Linked DNA regions of Pan troglodytes: regions 2 and 3 are each linked to region 1. Evidence: chromatin contacts called from public Hi-C and capture Hi-C data. All regions are on one chromosome and are shown on one strand. The core of a region is the stretch at or near the end of the contact, and the rest is flanking DNA. Distances in the headings are between cores, read along the strand shown. Region 1 overlaps CLRN1 (clarin 1). Region 2 overlaps MED12L (mediator complex subunit 12L). Region 3 holds the start of MED12L (mediator complex subunit 12L).

The links. A called contact is a pair of places that touch in the nucleus more often than the background predicts. Capture Hi-C pulls out chosen DNA fragments and counts their contacts.
Region 2: a capture Hi-C map of stem cell-derived neural stem cells shows a contact between it and region 1, with 3 times the contacts expected there. The contact joins two enhancer-like sites. A contact is called at or near these places in 3 of 7 Hi-C or Micro-C datasets (induced pluripotent stem cells and stem cell-derived neural progenitor cells) and 1 of 1 other capture datasets (stem cell-derived neural stem cells).
Region 3: a Hi-C map of stem cell-derived neural progenitor cells shows a contact between it and region 1, with 2.6 times the contacts expected there. The contact joins the promoter of MED12L here to the enhancer-like site in region 1. A contact is called at or near these places in 1 of 7 Hi-C or Micro-C datasets (stem cell-derived neural progenitor cells) and 1 of 1 datasets of contacts at active chromatin or transcription factors (stem cell-derived excitatory neurons).

The regions. Positions count from the first base shown.
Region 1 is chr2:154,128,881-154,133,438 of NHGRI_mPanTro3-v2.0_pri, reverse strand. CLRN1 (clarin 1) reads left to right here. Exons shown (of 3, transcript XM_001144483.5): 3 at 1-4,558. Among named protein-coding and RNA genes, the nearest start is that of MINDY4B, 20 kb to the right of the region's middle. Within about 2 kb of position 1,853, at least 2 of the 24 cell types and tissues checked have an H3K27ac peak or open chromatin away from gene starts, as enhancers often do. A contact at or near this core is called in stem cell-derived neural progenitor cells and stem cell-derived neural stem cells, where this site is marked.
Region 2 is chr2:154,358,574-154,363,131 of NHGRI_mPanTro3-v2.0_pri, reverse strand. MED12L (mediator complex subunit 12L) reads right to left here. Exons shown (of 44, transcript XM_016942163.4): 6 at 1,572-1,741. Among named protein-coding and RNA genes, the nearest start is that of GPR171, 50 kb to the left of the region's middle. Within about 2 kb of position 2,336, at least 3 of the 24 cell types and tissues checked have an H3K27ac peak or open chromatin away from gene starts, as enhancers often do. A contact at or near this core is called in stem cell-derived neural progenitor cells and stem cell-derived neural stem cells, where this site is marked.
Region 3 is chr2:154,288,092-154,292,649 of NHGRI_mPanTro3-v2.0_pri, reverse strand. It overlaps MED12L (mediator complex subunit 12L), which reads right to left and starts at 1,777. Exons shown (of 44, transcript XM_016942163.4): 1 at 1,472-1,777; 2 at 386-613. The coding sequence starts at 484.

The DNA of each region.
Region 1 (4,558 bases), core at 604-3,103:
ACTAAGGATACAGGCTGGAAAGTAAGGGAAGCAGAAGGAAGGCTTTGAAAAGTTGTTTTATCTGGTGGGAAATTGCTTGACCCAGGTAGTTAAAGGCAGTTGACTAGAATCGACAAATTGTTACTCCATATATATATGTGTGTGTGTGTGTGTGTGTGTGTGTGTAAGATGTCTTTCTATCAAAAAGATATCAAAGGCACATGGAATATATTTTAATAAAAACAAATAATATTTCTAATATATCCACACATTTGTTGCCAGATTTCAGAAAACTGAGCTGCAATCGCTTTCCTAAAACAGTAGTGTATTAAATGAACATCTATAAAATGTATCAACACACATTTTAAAAAATTTGTTTAAAGTATACTCTTAGGCCAGGCGTGGTGACTCACACCTGTAATTCCAGCACTTTGGGAGGCCAAGGTGGGAAGATCATTTGAGTTCAGGAGTTCGAGTTACAGCCTGGGCAATAAAGTGAGACCCTGTCACTAACAAAATTAAAAAATAAAATAAATATAAAATATAGGCTTTAAAAAAGCATAGTCTTATTAACCATGTCTGTTGGTCAAAATTTGCAAACTCTAAAAGAAGAAAAGAAGAAAAAACCAAGCTTAGGGTATTTTTCCTCCTGTGCCTGAGTCCCAATTACATTCACGACAGTACTTTCAATGAACATAATTGTTAGGACCACTGAGGAATCATGAAAAATGATCTCTGCTTAGTACATTTGATGCAAAATGACTTATTAGGGGCTGTTTTTCTAGCTATAGTGTCTCGAGTACTAATATGCAATTATGAAAATTATATTAAATCTGGGATTATGACGGTATCACTGTGTCATCTTGGTCTTGGTCTGGCTGTCACCAAGCATGACCCAGGTCAACTTTTTTTTCCCCTGAATTACCCATCAAATTGATCTGCAGCTGACTAAAGGCCACAGCTGAGCCTGGAACTGACCCTTCCTTCATCCTCAACCTGCTGTCCTCCAGAAAGCACCAAGGAAAAAGCAGAGAATGACAGCGAACAGATCACTAGGCCTCTGACCACAGGTGCTGAGTACTCAGCAGCCCTCATATAATAGGTTTGAAAGTACTCCTTAAAATAAAACACTGTTTCCCTTTGGAACTATTTACAAGGATGAAACAACCGTATACCTGTGAAATAACTTGCTCTGGTGTCAATTCGCTATTCGCCAGCAGACATCAGAACACACCGAGTTTCCAGATGCTGGTTTTTCCCCTTAAATCAGGAAATACACCTGGACAATTTCTAGAAGACTACAATTCAGTCTAGCCACAAAGGGGATTTTTTTTTTGGTAACAGGCTAGAGCCCAGTTCTGTAAGTCTTTAGTTGAAATGGTCCAGTACAAAAGCACTGGAAATGAGTGGGCTAGGAGGACAAGGACCGTCTCCTGCGTGAGGAGTTAGTTGGAGGTCCCCAAGGCCAGGTACCCCCTGCACTCTTATTGGATTCCTCTCTGTCTTCTTGGAGTTTTGAAAAACTCCTTCGAACACCAGGCTTTTTTCTTTAGAAAACAAGTCTCCAATTGTTCTCTGTTCCGTAGAAAGAGAAAGAAAACCTGGAGCAGCTGCTGAAAAATCTAATGAGGAACTAAGAGGCAAACCCACCATGTTCCCTGGCTGGAAAGGAGAAGCAGGGCTGTGACAGACACTCAAAAGGTCCCTGCAGAGCACACCGCACACAAAATAAAGCAGGAAACAACCCGGCACCAGCAGCGCACCGGTCTCCCTCTCTTCTCGCAGATGAAACGCATAGTCCCCAGGCCTATGGGGAGCCCTTAGAAGAAGGGTCTGGCCAGGACGCTCATAGGCGGCTCCCACTCGGTGGGAATCAAAGGCCCCGGGAATGACATTCGTTTTGCTGGGACCCGCCCTCCTTCCCCAGGTGGCAGCTAGCCTTCTCACAAGGTCGCGGGGCCCCCTGCTGGCCCTGGGGAGGCGAACACCATGCCAGGTGGGGAGCCTGTTTAATTGTCTCAGACACCTTCATGTCATCAGTGAGAACATCAGTGCTGATGATGCTGCCAGAAAGAATGGCAAGAAGAATGTATGAACATCATCCTAGGTTTGTCCAGGTGGACCCAGCCAAGGCAAGACGTGTTCACCGGAAGAGGAGCAAGCTTCAGAATGAAGCGAAAACAGATGCAGATGGTGCATTAGAATGAAGAGGAGGGGCACTCCTTACATCTGGGCGTCTTACAGTTTGCAGCGGTCTTTTGCTCTTGTGGTCCCATCTGTTCCTCCAGGGAAGCTGCTTCCATGTCACATTCCAGGTATTCAGGGCCCCTCAATGAGGCCAGAGTATCATACATGTACACAATCAAGGCAAGGGACAGTGCTATTATTCTCCTCTCCCTCTTGCCCCTTTACCTGGCAAGAGGCTAGGAGAGGGAGACCACCACCCCTTCTTAACCCTGGTGGAGACAGAGGGTGCACTCTGGCAGCGGTAGGGTGCACCAGCTCCAAGGTAAGCGTGGCTTGCTGCTAGAATGGATATTTGTCCCAATCATTTACCTAGAGAAACCTGAATGAGAACAGAGGCATAGACTCCAGAGGGTGGAAAGTGGGGTGGGGGTGGGGGGAGGATTAACTTCCCTCTCGATTTTCCTCACCCTCTCCCCTTCCAATAAGATCCAGTGTAGTTAAAACAGTGCATCTGTTATAATAGAAATGCTGCTTCAAGACCAGGCCAAAGCCCGGCCGTGTTTCTCTAACGGCCTTGCTGCCCCTCATCCCTTCTATTTACATATCCTGGGGCCTGTACTAGTTCAGTGCTCAGTATCTGCTCTAGAGACATGCCCATTTTCAAGCCCCATCAACGTGGCAGTTGGTCCCGGCTCAGGGCTGATGGGTCACCACCATCAGTGACAAGGGACACAGCAATGCTGGTCAATTTAAAGGGCAGACAGAAAGACTGGGCGGGACTGGGGTTTCTGCTTGTGGGCCAAAATCCCCCCTTGGAAAAAGCCCTCTTGCTCCTGTAAATACTGATGTAAACCAAATTAAATTATATTTTGATTTACAGACTTAGTGATAAATTCCCACCAAGGCAACCAGACACATCCATGGGTGTCACAGCTCAGAGCTGGGATTTACTAGCTTATCTGGAAAGTCCAAAGACCCAAGTCAGAAATCTCCAGACTCTCCCCTGCCAGTCCTACTGGACAGTATCAGGCAATAGTTATAGAGACCCCAGGGTGGAAGTGAGGTGAGGGTGAGCTATGGTGCAGTTAAAAGGCAAGTGTCTTAAGAGATTGTTTCTTTGCTTGAATCTTGGTCTGAGGGATTTTGACCCACTCCGAAAGCAGTAGACAGAATGAGTTACAAGTTGGTGCGCCCCTCATTCAGCAAAAGTCCACTTTTCCCTCCGTGAGCCACGAACCCGATTGAAGAGAAGAGTAAGAGACTTGGGAATTCCTGCTAGCAGTGTTCTCTCTCTCTCTCCTCTGGTATAGTTTGTCAGTGGGTTCGCAGAGGAGGAGGCTTGGGCCCCTCAAGTAATTTAAGCCAGTGCCCTACCAGAAACATGCAATTTCAGGGCACAACATCTGCCACCCTGTTGTTGCACTCTCCTCGGGTTCCAATTTATCATGAACTTTGCCAGTGCAAAAAAGTGTAGCATAGCTAATCCAGAGGTGTGGATTCCAGGATGCCATGGCTGTCTGATTTGCACTTAAATTTGCCATCTTTCTCTTTAGCCAAGTGTAATGAATAGTGTGCCTTAATATAGGGAAGGACGGTGTCTGCTGCACATCCCAGGCCAGAAGCTCCAAGAGAATCAGCTGTATAGACTTTCATTTGCTGCCATATAGCTGCCCCCTTTGCCCTGCTCCTCTGCAGTCACCCTTTCACCCATGGAAATTCTATGTGCTCTTCACCAGTTTCCTCTTCTCTGGAGCACAGTTAAACAGCTAAAGTACATTTCCCAGTCTCCTTTGGAGTTGGGGCCATGTGAGTGTGGCTGTACCAATGACATGTTGGTTGAAGTGACCTGTGCCATTTTCAGGCCTGGCCCTGAAAAACATCCCATGCAATCCTCCAGCTCTCTCTTCTTCTGGTGCTGCATGCAGCCTTGGAATCTGTGAGATCCAGATGGAAGGCTGCAAAACTGGAGCAGGCCTCCTGCCCTGCACTAGAGTACAAGAGTAGTAAATAAACTTTCTCTGTAAAGCCACTGATTTTTGGTGATTGTGACTGTAGCTTAGCCTAATTTAGCCTAGCCTAGCAAACAGGACCCCATTCTCCAAGAAAGCTCTTCTGCTGTCTGCCAGGGAGATGCTTCTCTAGGGCTCCCAAGGCACAGTCTATGCCAGTGCACCTTGCACCGTCTCCACTTGCTCCTCTCTGTGCCTCTGTCCTTTGTGGCCCTCTGGTCACATTACCCATCACCCACTGAAATGAAGACCGGAGAGTGAATTGTCTACATCAATAACTAAAGAGTAAATAAACACTTTTGCTTATGCTGCTGTCCTTCAAGATTCTTTCCAAATATGGGTTAATAAATCCTTTTTCATTATTCAAAAAGGATCTATCTTGC
Region 2 (4,558 bases), core at 1,087-3,586, 230 kb before region 1:
GATAGAAACAAAAAACTGTTTTCTGGGAAAGACATATACTCTTATGGTCATTCTGGTAACAAACTTAGTAGTTCATATGAAATCTTACTTTGTTCCTAGCAACTGTTATGTATTACCAGTGTTCCACTGCAACGGTTATCAAGGATTCATGTGAAAATATTACACTGATAAATTACAGTTGTAGTATTTCAAAGTTTACAGTGAGGCCACATTGACATGACATCTTGCTAATTTCTAATTTTTAAAATGTTTACAGTCAAAAATAGTTAAAAAGTCACATAAAAAGTGCAATTTAAAATTTTAAGACCAATAAAGTGAGTTCTAAATAAATATATATACAGTTTTCATTTGTCAATTTAAAAATTAATTAAAATTTTTTTTAAAAAGAGACAAAATGGAATTTTCCATTAAGGTATAAGAGATGGTAAATTCAAGATTCAAAAAAAGAAAGAGAATCTTCATAAATAACAGTCCATCCTATAGATGCTTTGTTTATATACCCATGCCCTTGTTTCTGCATATACATGTCTTCATGTGTATGAATTAGGGTCTGTTTCACATTTCAGAATACAGCAAATTAAAATATAATGAACATTTAAATTTTAACATTACTAATTCAATTATATTCATTCCTTTAGGACCTAACTGCTTTCTTAAAAAAAAAAATTCTAATTTCAATACTCCTAATACGTAATTCTTCCAGAACCATTAAACATGCTGAGAGATACTTTTTCCAAGATGCAGACTAAATTCTGAGCCCAGTAAAAGTCATAAAAGCTCAGGGCAGCACTAAAGTAGTCCCTCTTCTAAATGGAACTAGAATTTATTTTTACTGACTTAAAAACTAACAATATTACTTCTCAAAAAGACCTTATTTTTTTCCTATGTTGACCTCTTAGAAGAGGAGCATGAAAATTATAATAAAGGTTCTAAAGGGAAAATTTAGAAACCACATGTCCCCTCCCTCTTTAATCAAGATAACAGGCACTAAAATCTCTGCTAATAATAAGACTTGAACTGAAGTCATCTCTCTTACCTTACCATGAATAAGGTAATTAAGAGCCCAAGCGCCCTCTTCTGGTCAACATTATTTACGTCAGCTTGTCTGGGTGAGAGTTCAGTCATTCCTAAACGCCCTTACCCCTCCCCCCTCAGCTCTGTATTTTCAGCTGCAGCTGAATTAAGATGACCTTTCTCTGGAACAACTTAGGTCTAAAGGAGGTCTGCTACCACAGAAGGCATCAGCACAAAGGTGTTTTTAAATAAATATATCCAATTTTGCAAAATAAAAGGTTTAGAAGGATTACATTTAATAGTGCAATTACGAAGTAATTAATAGCACTAAAAGAGCTAACATGATTGAAAGCTGGAGATCAATATGTATAATAAGCTGTCATCCCAGGGCAGATGTGTCACCCTGAATACAATTTGATGTGAGAAATGTCAGACTGCTTTCTTTGACTGTATTGGTTCATGTAAAATAGGATTTAACCCCAGAGCACCAAACTATAAGGAATTTGCTGTCTTCTTAAAAGCATTGCACACAACTCTGCATGTCTTCAAAAGGTTACCTGGAACATGTGAAATGCTAGCTTTTCGTTGTATTCCCATTGCTTCATGGCTTGCTCCACCTCTGGTGGCACAGGGACAGGGCCATCGCCCGTGCTGGAGGCCATGTGGTAAAAGTCAGAAATCTTGGCCAACTGCTCTCGAAGATATCTGGTAGATATCTGTGTCCACTCTGCATTTTAAAAAAAGAAAAATATGAGTTTCTAGACACAATGGGTACAAGAATTACATGTTTTCTTCCCCATTCTGATTATCTCGAGGGTGTACTGATAAAACAAACATCTGCTCCCTAAAAATGATCTGTGCCTGTACAAGCAGTGCTCAGAAAAGGATACCCACCCAAAGCCCTTAGAGAACGCATGCTAGTGTGAGGTGGCCTGCCCTGTGGCAGCAGCCAGCTCTTGGAGAAACAGGCAGCTCTACCCTTGTGCTTCTGTGACTCTTAACCTAGGAGAAGAGATGTTCACTCTCGAATTGGGTCCATCTGGTGATCCTCCTTGTTAAACATCAGTTAGTATATCAAAAAAACAAAGGCAAAGCAGGACAGAATCGTGAAGGGGAGATCTCAAGGAATCTCAAATTCCACAGCAAAAGAATTCAAAATCCCCCAAAAGCAGCTCTCTTAGGATCCATTTTTCAGGCTCCACATGGAATTTCAAATATGCCTAATTAAGATTTGTTTGTTTTTGTCAGTCTTTAAGAGGACAGACATTCATTCACTGCGGGCTGGACCATGAAAGCATTCCAACCCGCATTGCCCCAGGATGTGTCAGGGACACCCGCATGGCTTCCCTCAGGACAATCATCTGGATCTTCAATTATTCTACTCTCCTCAACCAACACCAAGTGTCTCAAAACTCAGGGAGGGTGAAATCAGAGAGGCTGGGGAGCAACAAACAGTGGGATACTGGAAAGGAAACAACCAAAGTAGCAACAGGAAAAAAATCACTGAAATTGTTCAAAAATGTCTGCCACAGGGGCACAAATTAAATCAGTGTGTTGCCTCTGGCAACCATGAGGGATGTGATGCCAACTTTAGCCCATTCTGTGGATAAAAATGTAATAATTGCATGCTCACAGCCAAATTTCCCCAAGGATTAGCAAAACAGCATTTCAGAAGAAAACACCCTACTGAAACATTACCACACAATGCTGTTTTCCCATTATTCGGCAATAGGTTCTCCCACCTTCTATTTTGACAAAAGGAAGAGTAGAAACTAAACATCTGCTAGTCACTGAGTGCTTTGTTTTTACTTTTTAAATACCCTTAAAATTATTTAACAGAACCCAGAGATAACTACTGTTACGTTTTCATCTAAACCACTTATTTTAATTGTGTCTTATTTAAAATTCAAATTCAAATGCACGCTGGAGTTGTTAAACTTCGGTAACAAGCCAATGCGAGAAGACGAACAAATACTAGGTCGACATTCTGTTCCTAGTTTAATAGTTTTTCTGAAAGCACCGATAACAGATATTAAAGTTAGTCCATTGGCATTAAAAACAGTAAACTATCTATGTCATCATGTTCTTCTGTCCTGTTATGGACTAACAGTCTCATGACACTCACTTGTTCAACAAAACGAAATACCAACCATCAGATGAGACAAGTTTAGCTTAGCTATAATAAGCAAAAACAAAAATAACAAGGATCCAAATCCTAACTTTTGTATGCCAACCCTTGCTATTAACTCACTGTCAGTATGGTACTATTCTCAATATCCCCACTGAATATTTTAGCCTCAGGAGCTAAAAATATTAATAACACACACATTCATACACCCCTATTTTGTCTAGGGTATATCTCCTTTTTAAGATTTTTTTAAATATAGGAGAAATACGCGTTCATTATAGAAAATTTATACTGCAGACATGAAAAGAAAAACCATCTGTAAGGCCATCACCTATAATCACGAAATATTTTCATATATATCTTTCTATCTTTTCTACTCTAAGTATGCATGAATGTTTCTATAAACATATGCATATCTTTTTTTAAAACGTTGCTGAATATACTATTCCACAATCTGATCTCCTTTTGGGAGTCCATAAATAAAGCCCTCTTAACCCTGTGCTTTAAGTGTATTTAACTGACTTAAAGTTATGTCAATCAGATAGCTACAGGGCTCTGGGACATAAGACAGTCGAGTGGATGCGGATTAGTAAAACTGCAATTAAAAATTAAAAATAGAAAATAACACATAGTGACTAGTACTGTACTCCTTAATAATTATTAATAATGTTTATAATTATTCACGACTAGGGAATGGTAATGAAACGGGACCAATGAGCAGACAGTGGCCAGATGGGCCTACTTTCAACTCAGCTCTCAGCCCTGAGTGCACAGCAGAATGGTGACGGGAACTTTTAACAAACACCAGTGCCTTAGGCCCCAACCCATCAATTTCTAATTTAATTGGTCTGGAGTGAGGCCCCAGTTTCAGGTGACAAAAAGAAAACAGAAGGCCGGGTGAGGTAGCTCACACCTGTAATCCTAGCACTTTGGGAGGCAGAGGCAGGCCAATCACCTGAGGTCAGGAGTTCAAGACCAGCCTGGCCAACATGGCGAAACCCCATCTCTACTAAAAATACAAAAATTAGTCAGACATGGTAGTGGGTGCCTTTAATCCCAGCTACTCAGGAGGCCGAGGCAGGAGAATCACTTGAAGCTGGGAGGCAGAGGCTGCAGTGAGCCGAGATCACGCCACTTCACTCCAGCATGGGCAACAGAGCGAGACTCCGTCTCAAAAAAAAAAAAAAAAGAAAAGAAAAGAAAAGAAAGAAAACAGAAACGGATACATACAGATTATACTGAAGATGAAGGGGCGGGGAATGTTCAGGGGTAGAAAATACACAGAAAGTGACTATGGAAGCTACTCTGAAAGTAGAGCAGTTCTAAATTCAGGCAATGCAGATGATATGAATACATGTGTAGTTGTTGATGTTAAATAGAACTTAATGTCCATGAAGCCAGATTATTAGAAAGTTT
Region 3 (4,558 bases), core at 528-3,027, 160 kb before region 1:
CTGCATTCCAACATTTTTCAAAAAGTTTACGACGATTTACCGAAGCGGCAAGAAGAAAAATAAAGCAGGCAGAAACGGGTGAGAGCGAGCAAGGTTTCGGCAGGGAAGAAGCCCGAGAAGCGCCCGGCGGCGCCGTGCAAGGCCCGGCAACGGGAAAGCGACCGGCACAGGGAAAGCGAGCGCCCCAGTGGAGCGCGGGGACTGACAGCCTCTCGGTCTCCGCCGCCGGGGGGTCGCCCAGCACCCCCAGCCTGGCCCCCGCCTCTAATCCCCCTCCCCGACCTCTTCCCCCGCAGCGCCGGCGATGCCCGCTGGGCCAACTTGGCCCCGGGTCAGTGCTGCAGAGCGCGGCCCCGGTTGCCGGGGAGGCCGCCGGCGCCCTTACCTCCTTCTGCTTGGGGTCCTGTGGGTAGACGTCGGGCGGCCCGAGCCGGGGGCGCTTCAGCGGTCTCTGCTCATAGCTGAGAAGCCCGAAGGCGGCCATGATCTCTCATGTTAACCGGCGAAATGAATGAGAGTTGGAGCTGGAGCAGCCGCCTCTGAGCACCAGGGAGCAGCACTTTGCAGACAGACTCCCTCTCTCCCCCTCCTCGCTCGCTCGCTCGCTGTGGCGCTGCAGGCAGGAGGAATAAAGCAGGTTGGATGCTGCCGCTGCCCGGCAGCAGACACGCACTGATGGGGACAGCCTTCGGCGGGTACTCGGCTGCGCTCGAGCCCCGGGACGCACCGCTCCGGTGGCGGCGGCGGAGGGGCTAGAGGTCGGCCAGGGTCCTCCGCGGCGCTTGCCTCCTCTGCTCCCCCCTACCTTGTCTCCAGGGGGAGGAGCAGCTGATGGGAACGTGTGACTTTTTTCACCAATGGACCCAAACCCACCCCAGCTGGGCGCAGGATGGGGGTGGGGGTGGGGCACTGGAAAAAAAAAAAAAACTTTTCTTGGCGCCTAGGCTGGTGGCTGAAGTGCTCGCCCAAGGCGAGGGTGGCCCACCCCTCCCGGGAAGAAGCTGTGGAGCGGACCGCCCCCGCCTCTCTTCCCCGGCAGGGACCCTTCCCCCGCCGCCACGCGCCCCGCAGACCCCGCCACCTGGACGCGGACCGGGCCAGTGCAGGCAGAGGCAGGTCTGGAGGGGGCGCGAGACGCAGGGATGCGGCCGGTGGGAAGCGGCCGGTGCCTCCTAGACGCCCGCCAGGTTCCAGTGGCGCATCCGCAGCTACGGTCCCCTCGGCGGCTCCGGGCAGGCGCCGAGGCGCGCTGCTGGCGGTCGCGGCGGCTGGAGGGGGCCGTGCTCACGGTGGCGTGGGGCCGACTTAACCCTTTACAGTCCCTCCAGGGGCTGGGGAAGGGGGTGAGGAGCGATGGCTGTGAGCGCCGACGGGGGCAGCCAGCCCGCAGGCGTCTCGGGCTCCTCCAGCCCGCCGCCTCCCCCCGGCCCCAGCTCCTCTTCCCTTCCGCCCCCAACCCCCAACACTTTACCTGTTGGTCCGCGGCTAGCGGGCTGGGGCTGGCGGCGGCGGGGTCACTCCGGCCGCCGCAGCCTCCATCATTCGGGTTGGGATGGGGGAATTGGATTTGATTTTATTTGTGCGGTATCTGCCTCGCCCGGACGAGCTCCGGGAACGCCGCGAAGTTTGCCACTGTCTGGGGGCGGCGAGCGACGCCGGCTCGCCGCCGGCGTTCTCGCCCCCACGGCCCGGGAGCGCGAGCTTCCGAGTTGGCGGACGGCGGCGCGGCGTCCGCACTGAGCATGCCCAGCTCGGCGGCCGGACCGCGGAGGAGTTGGCTGAGAGCGCGGTGAGCGCGCTCCAATCCGCCTCTCCGGGTTTTCGCAGCCGCAGAACGCGCAGCCCGCGGGCCCCGGCGCCGAGGCTGCCCCTGGAGTGAACCTGGGCGAGGGAGGGAGCGCCCTCTGGAGCCCTGCTCCAAGCCCCCCGCTGCACCCTCCGCCTCGACCTCCCCAGAGGTCGCGGTCCCCGTGGCCTGGGCCGAAAACCTCACCTGCGCCGGGAGCGTGGAAGGGGCGGGGAGGGTGATCCTCCAGGGCAGACCTTGGTCATCCAACCCGCCCTCGCTCCTCGCTTCGGGGCGCGGGCACCAAGATGCTGGGCCACCTGGCGCGAGCTCTGCGAGACCGGAGCCGCGGAGGCGGGCTCGGCCTGTCCTGAGGGACCCCGCGGGAGGCGTGCCCGGGAGAATGCGCCCGCACTTGGCCAAGAATGATGGCTGCCATTTATGGAGCATTTGCTACGTGCCAGGATCTTGATAGTCAGAATCTCTGGTCCTTACAAGCTTCCACGGTCTTACTGTACCCTTTTTATGGATGGAGAAATTGAGCCAGCTCAGAGAGGACCACTCACTTGCCGAAAGCCACGAAACTAGTCGGAATTTGAACCCACAACTGATTCTAAGTTTCTGACCTGTTTTCCCTGACTTGGACTTGGAGGGACTGGGTTCCTAACCTGTCCTTGCCTAATGGACTCACGTTCTCCACGGCTTGAGGCATTCTCGGCCTTCCCTCTCTGTAAGGTGGTAAAGGCAGATTCTAACCGGAAGCCTTTGATACATAGTAGGTGCTCTGGAAATGCTGGTTGAATCTGAACATCAACTTTGATGTTCGTTGACATTTAAGCAAAGGGGGAAGAAGGAGATAAATAAAGTGAAGGTAATGTGGTAGAGGCTAGTTCCTCACTCCTGAGCCTGACCTGTGAGCACCTCCAAACCCAGTTTGAGGCTGAGTCAGGTGTTTAGCTTTTGGCTTCCTTAATCTGAACAATTACTTCTAGAGAGCATTTACCTAACTTCACTGGAGGGCATTTCCTGACCACCTTCCCCATCTTGCCCCAGGGTCTTCTCTTCCACTAATATCCTGGGATTAATTTCATGGCTGGACTTGCCCTTGTGATACAGGCATCTATCAAATCTAGCTCCCTTGTTTGAAAGAAAGGACAGTTTTTTTTGTTGTTGTTGTTTTCTTTGGTTGGTTGGTTGGTTGTTTTTTGAGACAGAGCCTCGCTCTGTCGCCCAGGCTGGAGTGCGGTGGCGAGATCTCGGCTCACTGCAAGCTCCGCCTCCTGGGTTCACGCCATTCTCCTGCCTCAGCCTCCCGCGTAGCTGGGACTACAGGCGCCCGCCACCACGCCCGGCTAATTTTTTTGTATTTCTTTTTTTTAGTAGAGACGGGGTTTCACAGTGTTAGCTAGGATGGTCTCGATCTCCTGACCTCGTGATCCGCCCACCTCGGCCTCCCAAAGTGCTGGGATTACAGGCGTGAGCCACCGCCCCCGGCCGAAAGGGTTTTTTTTTATTATCTAACTTTATTAGGGAAATTATTAAACATACAAAAAGCTGAAGAAATCATATAAGGAGCCCTCAAATATTCATCTCTCAGCTATAAAAATTAAAGTTACTATTTTTGTTTCATCTTTCTCCCCCATTCCCAACTCACTGACATACACTAGTAAGGACAGTTTTACTCATTGTTGCAACTCAGAAACACTGTATGGGACCTGACACATGGTGAGCATTCAAAAATGTTGGCTTATGGAATGGATGATAGGTAGGCGATGTGTGGATGGACTGATGATTGCATCATTAGTGGTACTTTGGGAATAACACCCTGCGCTGCTACTGAATCAAACACCCCTAGTTTGGGGGAGAAATGTAATCTCAGTTCTTCCCTTGGGATGCCTAAGCAAGCGCCTCCAACTGAAACACTTTGAAGCACTTAAAATCTTATCTGCCCATAAGAATTTTATCTTAAAATCAAAATGTGTCAGTAGTGTGCCCCTGGGGTTTGGGAAGAAGGGAAAATAATAGCCCTCTCCCTGTTGTTGTCCCTTCTTAACTCCCTCTCCTGAAACAGTCTGGCATGAATTCCTTGACCCTCTCAACACAAAATAAATAAAGAGTGAAAACTTTAATATGCTTAGAAGCTTCCCCTAGGAATCATTATTTTACTGCATGGATTTCCCATGGGCATTTGGCTCCTTACCCTGGGAAATCTTTGTAATCTACCCCCTACCTAGCAATCCAGCTTTTTCTCCTTAACCTCTTGCCCCAGTTAGCTTCCTTTCCTAATATGGAATTCCCAGGCTCTTCATCTTCAAATACTCACCTCTACAGTCCTTAGAGTATGGGCTCCTATACAAAGCCCCTTCAAATTTCCCTGGCAAAAGGTGATCTTTTGGCTTTTTAGTGCCCTTAGCACTTAATTTTTATTATGTTAACACTTATTTATTGGCATGCATTTGAATGTGTCACACAGAATAGTCTTGTTGCCTCATTCTCACCTTTTCCTCCTGGTCCCCTTCTTCCATTCCAGAATTAATTAGTCTTTAAGCAGACTAAGATCAGCTCATCATGATGGGCTTAACCTGTAACCCACTGTGTTCTATACAGTGCTTGAATTTCCCACGTGGTGCTGGTTAATATAGCAGGCAAACATTCTCGTTGAATAATGTGGGTTCTAGTTGATACTGTTCCTAAGGGGTATTTTATCTTTACCTAGCTAATGATTCCCTGGGACCAGGAACAATTTGCATGGAACAGAAATTAGAGAAGACC